Linked DNA regions of Rattus norvegicus: region 1 is linked to region 2. Evidence: chromatin contacts called from public Hi-C data. All regions are on one chromosome and are shown on one strand. Each heading gives the region's core, a stretch centred on a gene start, on an enhancer-like site or on the middle of the called end of the contact. The rest is flanking DNA. Distances are from core to core; before and after follow the strand shown. Region 1 holds the start of St6gal1l (ST6 beta-galactoside alpha-2,6-sialyltransferase 1 like). Region 2 has its middle 35 kb from the start of St6gal1.

Evidence for each region. Hi-C and Micro-C count contacts between places; a contact is called where the count stands out from the background.
Region 1: a contact with region 2 is called in a Hi-C map of the A7r5 cell line, with 2.3 times the contacts expected there. The contact joins the promoter of St6gal1l here to the enhancer-like site in region 2. A contact is called at or near these places in 7 of 12 Hi-C or Micro-C datasets (the A7r5 cell line, Schwann cells, frontal cortex and 3 more) and 1 of 1 datasets of contacts at active chromatin or transcription factors (oligodendrocytes).

What each region holds. Positions count from the first base shown.
Region 1 is chr11:91,155,052-91,160,179 of GRCr8, reverse strand. St6gal1l (ST6 beta-galactoside alpha-2,6-sialyltransferase 1 like) reads right to left here and starts at 1,914. Exons shown (of 3, transcript XR_010056331.1): 1 at 531-1,914; 2 at 320-355. It also overlaps a transcript of St6gal1 not described here.
Region 2 is chr11:91,105,908-91,111,078 of GRCr8, reverse strand. It overlaps a transcript of St6gal1 not described here. Among named protein-coding and RNA genes, the nearest start is that of St6gal1, 35 kb to the right of the region's middle. Within about 2 kb of position 2,373, at least 28 of the 93 cell types and tissues checked have an H3K27ac peak or open chromatin away from gene starts, as enhancers often do. A contact at or near this core is called in the A7r5 cell line and Schwann cells, where this site is marked.

The sequences.
Region 1 (5,128 bases), core at 665-3,164, 50 kb before region 2:
ACATTCCTGTAGCCAGCAGCTCTCTAGTCCCCAACCAGCATGATAAACTACATTCCTGTAGCCTGCCGATCTATAGTCCTGAGTTATAGTTCAACGTTTTCTTCCATTGTAGATTAGAAGGCCCTACTGATGAAAGAGCCCCTGTGGAAAGCCACCAGACAGTGATGTCCCCTGCAATTTTCTGGGAATATCCCTACATGTCTGTTCATCTGTCCCAGATACCCCAGGGCTTCTTCTTAGGTTTGCCGTGGTGTGCGGGTATTATAAATGTGGCAAGTTCGAAGGGGCTGGGGATTTAGCTCAGTGGTAGAGCGCTTACCTAGGAAGCACAAGGCCCTGGGTTCGGTCCCCAGCTCTGAAAAAAAAGAACCAAAAAAAAAAAAAATAAATAAATGTGGCAAGTTCGAAACCCAGAGTGAGCCCTTTCCCTGTTTTCCGCCATTGACTGGTTCGAAGTTTAGAAAACAGAACTCAAGACTAGGGGCTGTACCCTGTTTTAAAAGTCTCTTTTCCTATTATTTGGTTCTTACCTCCTAAATTGAGTGAAAACAAGAGGGAGGTTGAAAGAAAGGATTGAGGCTCTCAATGAATATGAGGGATCTGATACTTCTCACGGGCCTGGGTGACTTAATTTCCTATCTACAAGTGGGCTTAACACCTCATTGTAGCATAAGCAACACTGTAGCGAGTGCTGAGCCTTTGGTGGTTCTTGTTTAGATCCTTAGATGGTTTCATTCCCTGTGTGGCAACACAGTTCAGGTGCGTAAGCCATCTCCATTGCGTCAGCTTCCAAGCCAGCCTGAGATTCTTACTTAAACTCCTTGCTCCTGCTTCGATCTTCAAGAACAGCGACAGAAGAATCTGCATCAGTCACAAGGATGGGCTGTATGCTGTCTATAAAAATCGTTGATGTAGTAGAAAAGATCTTCGACCTTCAGTTAGCACCCTTTCAGAAACAGTCACCCGGGGTTGCTTCCATTTGCTCACAGCAGAGTGCACTATCTTGAGCATGCCCAGTAGGCTGGACTCCGCGTTACTTGCCCACACAAATCATTTCGTGTAAACACGATCATTAGTGTTCTCCCCTAGTTCTCCATGTTGCAGAAGAAAGAATGGCCCAAAAAGACTGTGGAACTCACCCAAGAACAAATAGCTTCTTGGCCACAGAACTGAATTCTCTGTCTGGCACTTTCTGATTCGGGTCTCTGCCTCCAGAGCAGCTGGGGGGGAGGCGAGCAGCAGAGGAGGTCTGAATCAAAGGATTGTGGAAAGGCGATCTGAAAGAAGGGTGCCTGGGAGGAGGATGCAACTTTTTCTTCCCCTGGTTGTTGGTGGGAAGCATTCCCTGGACTTGAAGAGAACGCTCTGGTTCTCTTTTTTGCTACACAGAAAACCCAGACCAGCAAGTTTCTGCTTTCTTGGAGCTCTATTTGAGTCTTTCCGCAACACAGAGGTGGAAAGGGCAGGTATTTGGGATGTGATTACTGCCTCGGGTAGTGGAATCTCTTGTCTGGGATATGAAGGACTGAAGGGGTGGCTAGATGCCTGCTTCCAGTTCTCTTATAGAGAACTGGGAAGTTTTCAGTCTTTCGGAAGTGGCCTGTGGGTAGTCAGATGTGGTCAGGCTGCAAGGCTGCTTCTTCAACAAGATGTTTCCTCCTGGCCTCTCCAGTAGCCTTATCCTAAGCCCATTTGGAAGGAAGGTGTCTTTACCATTGTAGCCAGGGTCTGTCTGCCTGCATATCTGCTGAGAAAGTTCCAGGTTGCAGGGCTTGAGAGCATTTTAAAAAAAAAGTTTGACAATGCTGTGTACAGGTCACACTTGATGTTGGGGTATTTTTTTATTAAACTCTAAATATTACAGTCTAAGATGTGTATGTCCTACATTTAAAAAAATTGAGTTTTCACAGGGGTTCAATATGACTTGCCTGATCAGGGTCACCCCGTGTAGAGCCAGGACAAGCACCCTGGTAAGAGCGATTTTACCAGATAACACTGAATTCAATCCATCGGGACACGCAGGGGTTGGGGGTGGAGGCAGCATTTGGGCTTCCTTGCCTGCCGCATTGCTCCGCCCCCAGGCTTGCTCTTTGTGGACGGACCGCAAGATTCCCTGCATGAACCGGAGCCCTAAGCAGGCACCTTTAACCTTGAGCCTGCTCGCTAGCGACCTCCAGAGGGCCAGGATGGTTTGGGACCGGTATGATAAAGCCCTCTTCTAGTTTTAACGACTCTATTTGCATAACGGAGACCTCGCTTCCTCCCGCCGGTCTGCAGTGCTTTTCTTTCCTCCTTCCCGGACCTCTGCACCCACATCTGCCGGTCCCTCTCTGCTCCCCAGAAGATCCCTTCTCAAGGGGACTCACTCGGAGCTTGAGTCCCGGGCTCTTCTCCCTCGGCCGGGTGAGGTCCGGAGGCACCTGGGGGAGCGGAGTTGAGCACCAGGCTGGGCTGGGGAGCCGCCCTGGCACTGCCCGACCCTAACAAAGAGAATCGGGCTGCGCGCCGCGCGAGCGCTCGGTGGGCTCCGGGGCCGCCGCCGCCTTCCCGGCTGAGAGCGCCGCAAGTGAGTCGGGGCGAGGCGGGCCACGGGCCGGGAGGAAGAGTGCAGGGTTGCGCAGGGAGGTATTCCGTGTTGCGCCGGTGGGAGTCGCCGCCCAGGGCTGGGGATGTCTGTCGCCCGTCCAGGGGAGGGACCGCCTTGGCCTCCCCTGGCAAGGCAGCCTGCGCACCCATAACAAACCCACGTGTGCGGGGCCGCAGGAACCTACACCACCGCGTCTGTATTGTGTAAGGCGTTGCCTTGCAGAGTGTGGGTCCCCTTAGATCTTGCTCACCGGGGTTACAGATCAGGAAACTAAGTCTGGTGGAGGGAGAAGGAGTGCAGGCACCACAACAAACGCACGTGTGCCCCGCCAGGGATCGGGGCGCAGCCATCCCTGCTGAACCTCCTTTGGGTAGGTTATTGTTCCAACGGGTGCGGCGCTTGGAGGCCACCTACTGCTGGGTGGCAAGAGACGTTTCGCCTCGGTGCCCTGTGAAGGGTTGGACTAAACCTGTAGATTTTTAAAGGGGAAAAAAACCCCCAAACAAACAAGAAAGAGTCTACAAAAACTCCCATCTCTCACCCCCAAGTATGCTTCACCCCTTGGCACGGGTTTTGAGGTGAAACGGACAAGTCCTCGCCTCTTCCCTGAGGTTTTCTTAAGAGTCGTGGGTTGAACTAAGGGTCTGTAGGAACCCTTCTAAAACAGACCCTGCCCGACACACCATTGTCCCCATGCTCTGGAGACTGCCTCTGTTGGAGAATCTCGAGCGCCTCCCTAGCCTGCTGAAAGAATAGTTCATTTTAACTAAATCCACCAGTGAGGTCTTGGGTTTCGCTTGCTCTTCGCCTGGGCGCTCCCTGTGCCTAGACATTCCTGGTGTCACTGGTTCCTCTTCACACAAGGCCACCCAGGACCCCTCATCTAGACCGGGGCTTATCGGAGGCACTCGCAGAGGTAGGTCCGCTGTTTGCTGTGCCTTCCCCTTTACTTTCATTCCGTTCACGCAGCGGCATTTTTAGCGTAGTGAGGTCTGGGCTTGTCAGCCCTGAGGATGAGTTGGGGATCGGAAGGGGGCGGTGAATAGATCCTAGGCGACTTGTGCAGGAGTGACAGCATCTTACCTATCTGATGCTTCACCTTGAGTAGTCCCTGTGGAGACTAACCTGCCACTGAAGAGAACTAGAACCATTGTTATTGAAAAAGGTCCAGGCGGCAGCTAAGGAACCTTCTATTTCACTGGCAGGAAGCTAAGGTCTGAGAGTTCAGCCCCTTGAGTGTGGGTCTTCCAACTGCTCGGCCTGCATCCAGAGGATTCTGCGGTTGGCTTAAAAAGCAGTAGCCTTAGGCAGAGCGGAGTGAAACAAAGAAAATAATTCAAACTGGAAGCTGCACCCTTCCATTATGACTTTCAGGAGTTCTCTGCTTAGTGGAGAAGAGAGAGTTGGCATTTCCCTACTTCCCAGCCTGTCCTGCTTCATAACTTTGCTCTGCTCTCCTGGCTGCCCCCTTGTTCTCAAATTGAACCTGGGCCAACTATAGAGGCTTAGATGTTTTGCCTGCGGCGCTAAGAAGCCTTTGTTCCGGCAGAAGCAGAGGCTGTGGACATCAGCCCTGCTGGGAGGAAAATGTCTCTCGTAACCCGCTGCTCCTGAGCCCCTCACTAGAGAACGAAACAGTGTTTTCATTGATTTGATTTAATTAATTTATCTATTATTTAGGAGTCCCGTGGAAGTAATTGCTTTTTGTGTTTAGCAGAGAAGCAGGTCAGTTTCTCCAAAGCTAGCTAGCTGTGGTCTGCGGCTTTTCTGTCCATCCTCTCACCGCCTAGGTGTGTTTACGTTCCCCTTCATTTCCAGGCTGTTTAACTTCGTAATGTCAACGTACAAAACCGCAGCTCTCAATTTACAGGAATAGGAGGAGAGAGTGTATTCTGGAGCCACTTTGAGTGACCGTGGCCTGGGAACACAGATTTAGGTTATCCCAAAATCTATGTTGCAATGTGGAAGCAGCTTCTTGCAATGTTGAGTTTTCCTGAGCAGAGAAAGTCGAGAGTTAAGGAAAGTTTAGAATACATTGGCAGGTGTTGGTATGTGCCACCAGAGAGGCAGGCACATAGAAATTTGGGAAGCTTTTCTATAGGGTCAAGATTCTAGCTGGTGGTATTCTTAGCTTGAGACTGGTTGAAGGTAGTTTCCTGCTAAGTTAGTAGATTCTAGAAGGCTTTTTATATGTTGTCAAAACATATTAGTTCCAACACGGGAGTCAGGGTTGGGGGGTGGGGCAGGAGCTGGCTAAAGAATGGACCAGGATGAGGGAGTGGTGATGGAGTGGGGTGGTGGTGGTCCAAGAAACGGATGTTCTGAAGGACCAGAGCTTAGCCCAAGATAAAGTAATTAGCCTCTGGACCTGCAAAATTCCAGTCTCCAAAGTACTGTAATTCTAAACAGCCAACCAAACTCTGCAGACTGGGATTCCTTTCTGAAGTTTCTGTTCCCAGCCAGGTGAGGTTGTCTCCTCAGGATGGAAATGAAGTTGAGGCTCCCTTTGTTTTCACGTGGGAAAACTTTAAGGACCCGAGA
Region 2 (5,171 bases), core at 1,124-3,623:
TGGAATGAGAACGACCCCCATAGGCTCATAGTGTTGGATGTTCTATCCCCAGCTAGTGGAACTACTTGGGAAGGATTGGAAGGTGTGGTCTTGTTGGAGAAAGTGTGTCACTGGAAGTGGGCTTTGAGGATTCAAAAGCCCTCTCCAGGCCCAGTCATAGACGCTCTCACTCTATATGCTGCCTGTGGATCAGATGTAAGCTCTTAGCTACTGTTTCAGCATCATGCCTACCAGCCGTGCTATGCTCTCCACTATGGAGAGTGTGAGCTAACCCTCTGAAACTGTAAGCGAGCCCCCCCCCCCATTAAATGCTTTCTTTATAAATTGCCTTAGTTGTACCAGTAGGACAACAACTAAGACAGTGTCCAACTATCAAGGAATATGTGCCTGCCACTGGGGTTCAGTAGCAAAGGGAAAGAGGGCCAGGATGTGTGTGACTGTTCATGAGTGATGGCAGCTGGGCAGAGGGAGCTCGAGGAAGGAGAATGAGCAAGTAATCTACTTGACTTGGGACTGAAATATACCTAAGCTCATTGCGTTGATAAGGATCTCATTTGAGTTTCCATGTAACATGCTCAAGGTATCTAGTGTGTAGATCTGATGGGTTAGAAAGACATCCCACAGGAGTGGCATAGAACCTGAGGGCTTTCTGCTTCTTGTCCAACCCATTGAGCTGGTGCCTCCATCCTTCTCCTTCCTTTGTGCTGTCCAGCACTTTAAATCCTGCCTACCAGAGACACCTTGCTCAGGGCTTTACACTGGCCCTTCCTTCGTTTCAGGTGCTTTGCCTCAGGCACTCTAGGGCTCTCCCAGCATCTGATATCTCTTCTCCATGAAGCACCTCTGACTGTTACGTGTTTTGTGTTTCCTGCTGCTAGGCTAGAGTGTTGTATAAAGTGTGTGTGTGTGTGTGTTGTGCACATGCGTGTGTAAAGTGCACATTTGTGTGTGTGTGTGTGTGTGTGTGTGTGTGCATGTGTAAGCAAGTGTGTTTTTAAAACTGAGTGAATGTACAGGTTTCCAATTTGGACATTTCTAGAGGACTGCCTATGGGCAGTGTCTGGAGTCTGGCTATGTGGATATAGGAATCGTTATACAAGAAGTAGAGAGAAGTGAACATTTCTGGGCCAACAAGTTGCTGATCACCGTGAATGCAGCGGTGGGCAGGGAAGGATGCACAAAAAGAAGGACTGAAGTTATACTTGGAGGAGGGGAGGGGGTGTCTCTAGATTTTTGCTATTAAGAAAGCAGTTTCAGTGGAATGGTGTGAGTTAATGTCAATTATTTCTGGGAGATGGGGAAGTGTGAACAATTCGGAACACCCTGACATAGAAAAGGAATCTCTTTCTTTAGCTGTGAGGAAGTCGTTGAGGGAGGCGAGTACATGTAAACACATCACTTGCAGACTGACTTAGGTAACAGTCGTATCTGCAAATATGTCCCATGTGGAATAGTCGCTCCTCGGTTCACGGCCCCAGCACAGTGCTCTTCCCACACCAAGTCAGCAAGAGAACGTGTTGAGTTCACTAACTTCTGTAGAACTTAGAGGTGGGCCACTGTATCCGCACGACAAAACTAAGTGGGGGTGAGGGGGGCGACTGCTGGCTCTGTGGTGCTTTCTTGCCTTGTATATCTGTAGGCGGTTTTATTAGCTTCTTCCTTTTTTCTTTTTCTGCACAGTGGTTTTGATTTTGAGAGAGATGTGCAGGCAGCTCGCTTTCATGATGAGAACGATGTCTTATCTGAGTCCTACAATGACTGTGAGAGAATGTGTCAGTCAGTTCAGGGAAACCAAGGAAATAAGAGTTTCCCAAGGAGGACAGAATGATCTTGGGACTGAGCTCAGAGGCTGCCATCAAACTAGTGACATCTTGCATCCGGTTGAGCCACCCCTCTGGAAGGTAGATTTAGATGATCCAAGGTAATTTGTTTGTGGTCTGATGAGAACAGTGGGAGGAAGGGACAGAAAAGAATTAGAAGGAAAGTATGACTTGCAAAACACGTTAGACCCTTAGTGCTCCCCCTCCCTCCAAACAGTGGACATGCTGAGAATGCAGATCTGGTTCCCCAGTGGTAGCAAATGACACAGTCTTGGCAAATGTCCTCGGAGAAAGCAGAACTGCTCTGTTTCTATTTTAATCCCACTGTTTTTGAAAAAATAAAGACACAGATCATTAGACGACACAGAAAACAAGTGAAAGAAAGGACAAATAAAAGAAAACCAGACTCTAGAATGATCATGCATCCTATGTCCTCAGACCTGTGTGCAACTTAACAGCCATCCCTGTCTTGTGTCAGTATCTCAAGCAGCCTACTCAAGGTCACATGGCTAACAGTAGGGAGAGTGCAGGACATACCGTGGGGAGAGAAACATGAAGAGTAAGTCTAGGAGACAGAGACGTAAGTGTTTAACACCAGCTGGTTCCCTATCAGCCAGAACAATGTCTCATTCTTAGGAGACTCAGGAGGAATTTACTTATTAATAGAAGGGATTATCAGGCCCTGGAGAAAATGTCTGGGCTTTTATTACTTATTCATTTATTTTTGCTGAAGTATATTGGAAGTACTCCGGGTCTTATGGAGAATGGGCAGGGAGAGAGGAAAATACATTTTTAAAAGAGAAATTCATAAACCGACAATATCAAACAAATTGTTTAGATGGCCTAAGTCTAATGCACAGCATGTGGTAGTTTTCAATAATGATAGCTTTGATGTTTAAGGGAGTTTATATAATGAATAAATATACACCCACTGACTCTCCAAATACCTAGATATGAGACAGAGGCGAACGTTGGGAAGTGCCACAGCTTGTCTCTGGTTTTAATATCTTTTTAGAGGTTAGGTAGTGGCACATACCTTTAATTCCAGCACTTGGGGGGTAGAAACAGGCAGATCTTTATGAGTTTGAGGCCAGCCTCATAGAGTGAGTTTAGGGAAAGTACGGAGGAAGACCCTGTCTGTCTGTCTGTCTGTCTGTCTGTCTGTCCGTCCGTCCGTCCGTCCATCCATCCATCCATCCATCTATCTATCCATCTATCTATCTATAAATATAAAAGAGGGCAGTACATTTCTCAGTGGAAGCTGTGGCCGTCTGAACGCCTGTTTTAGCCCCTCTTCATGTGTTAGCCCAGGGAAATTCTATGAAGCCCTGCAGTCTGTTCTTCACAGATAATGCCAGCATCCCCAAACTATGTTTTACAATACAGAAACCTAGGGAAGCTTGATGATGATGGTGATGACCTGGGATTTTTCTCAGTGTTAGGGATTGTAGGTTGACATGGCAGGCAAGCACTCTCCCACTGAACTAACCATGAGTTCAGTATGTAGCCCAGACTGGGTAGGAACCCAGGATCTTCCGCCTCAGCAACCCGAGTGCTACAGTTACAGTTGCATGGGACCATTCTTTGCGCTTAAAGTTCCTCTGTTAGGCACATGATCCCTGTGGGGTAGCTCATGGCACGTTTTTACAGACAAGATTGAAAATGTGGATTGGGAGATGATTTTTATTTCCTTAAACGTAGTGGGTGGGGAGTGTTGGTGACCGTGAAAGGTTGCACATAAAGAAACCACCTTTCCTCAACTTCAGTGACTTAGATGAATGATGTAAGGAGGGTCTTGGTCACATTCTGGGTGACAAAAAGCCAGGAGGACTTCACATATGCTGTGTACGCCGTGGTCTGTGTTCTCTGTATCCGCAGATGGGAAGAACTAGGTGAAGAAAGGATAGCTTGAGGTGGACTCGAGGATCTGCCTATAGGCTCCATAGTAGTTGCTTGTTCGGTGGCTGTTATAAAACAGAGACCAAGGAATCTTACAGAAGGAAGGGTTTATGTGGACTTACAGTTCCAAAGCTGGCAAATGGCAGAGGGAGCACAAGTCAATGACACAGAGTCTTTAAACTCTCAAAACCACCTCCAGCAACTTACTTCCTCCCACAAGGCCACACTTCTAAGCCTCTCTAAACATTGTCACCGGCTGGGGATCAAGCGTTCAAGTGCCTGAGATTATGGGAGGCTTCAAACCACCACAAACTCCAGATAGCAATGGCAAAGAAAGACAAAGGGAGCCATTTTGTTGAAGAGCAAGACTTGGAAGAAAAAAATCAGAAAGTTTGAGACAGTGAACTGAGAGTTATTATTCAAATGAGCCCAGTAAAAACTACCCAGAACCTTAACAGTTGACAGTAAAGGTACAATTGTTCTGCCCATATTTCACATCTGGAAACTGTTAGGGTCTTTAAAGACAGGTGTAGACAAACGGGAATTGGCCCAGAGAAGATCAAGGAGTTCAGAGGCGATGTTATGTAAGGAACAACTCAAAGATTGAGGATATTTAACTTGAAAGAGGAAAGACTCTGGGTGTTATCATTGTCTTAAAAGATTATATGTGGAAAGAACAAACATTTGTATTAATCTAGAGAGTAGGATTAGAACCAACAGGGAGAGTTGAAAGGCTGCAGGGAGGTATTCAGACCAGTGCCAGTAAAATGTGTTCCACGACTGGACATTGCTCTCTGGGAGGTGAGAGTGACATTGTTACAGGCATCAAGCTGGAGTGGGCTGCCTTTTTTCTTTTTCTTTTTTGCGACTGAGTGGACCTGTGTGTGCTGCTTGAAGGGTGGCCTGACTGTCTCCTACAGTCTTTTCTAACCACAACCGTAATGACCAGTCTGAGTGTCCATGGTCTCAGTTTCAATGTGCAATCTAGGCGAGACTGCTGGCAGGCAAGGGCGGGGGGGGGGCATGACATAGCGCAGAAGGTGTGAACTTCGGATGCAGAATTACTGAGCAGAATCTGCATGCGTTTGACTTGCTGTCAGCATGATCCAGCATGATTTCAGCGTAGAGAATTTACTGATTGGAGTATCTCAGTGTGCTCACCAGGTACTGACTATTTGGAAGAAACCAGCTAACTACTGGGCATTTGCATTCGAGTGTCTTCTCCTAGGGGGCCTCAGGGATGCTCAGAATTTTCTGGTTGACCATCAGCGCTGTTACAGCCAGGTCCGGGTACTACCCACACTTAATCACAGGAAACCTTTGTTATCAAACTTCTTTGTAGGGGTGACCTTTCTTCAGTGTGACGTAGGCATGGGTTCAAGTCTCGGCTCTGGATTAGTTGCGTGGTCTTAGAGAGCATAACTCATAGACTTTGCTACCTTGCATGGATTC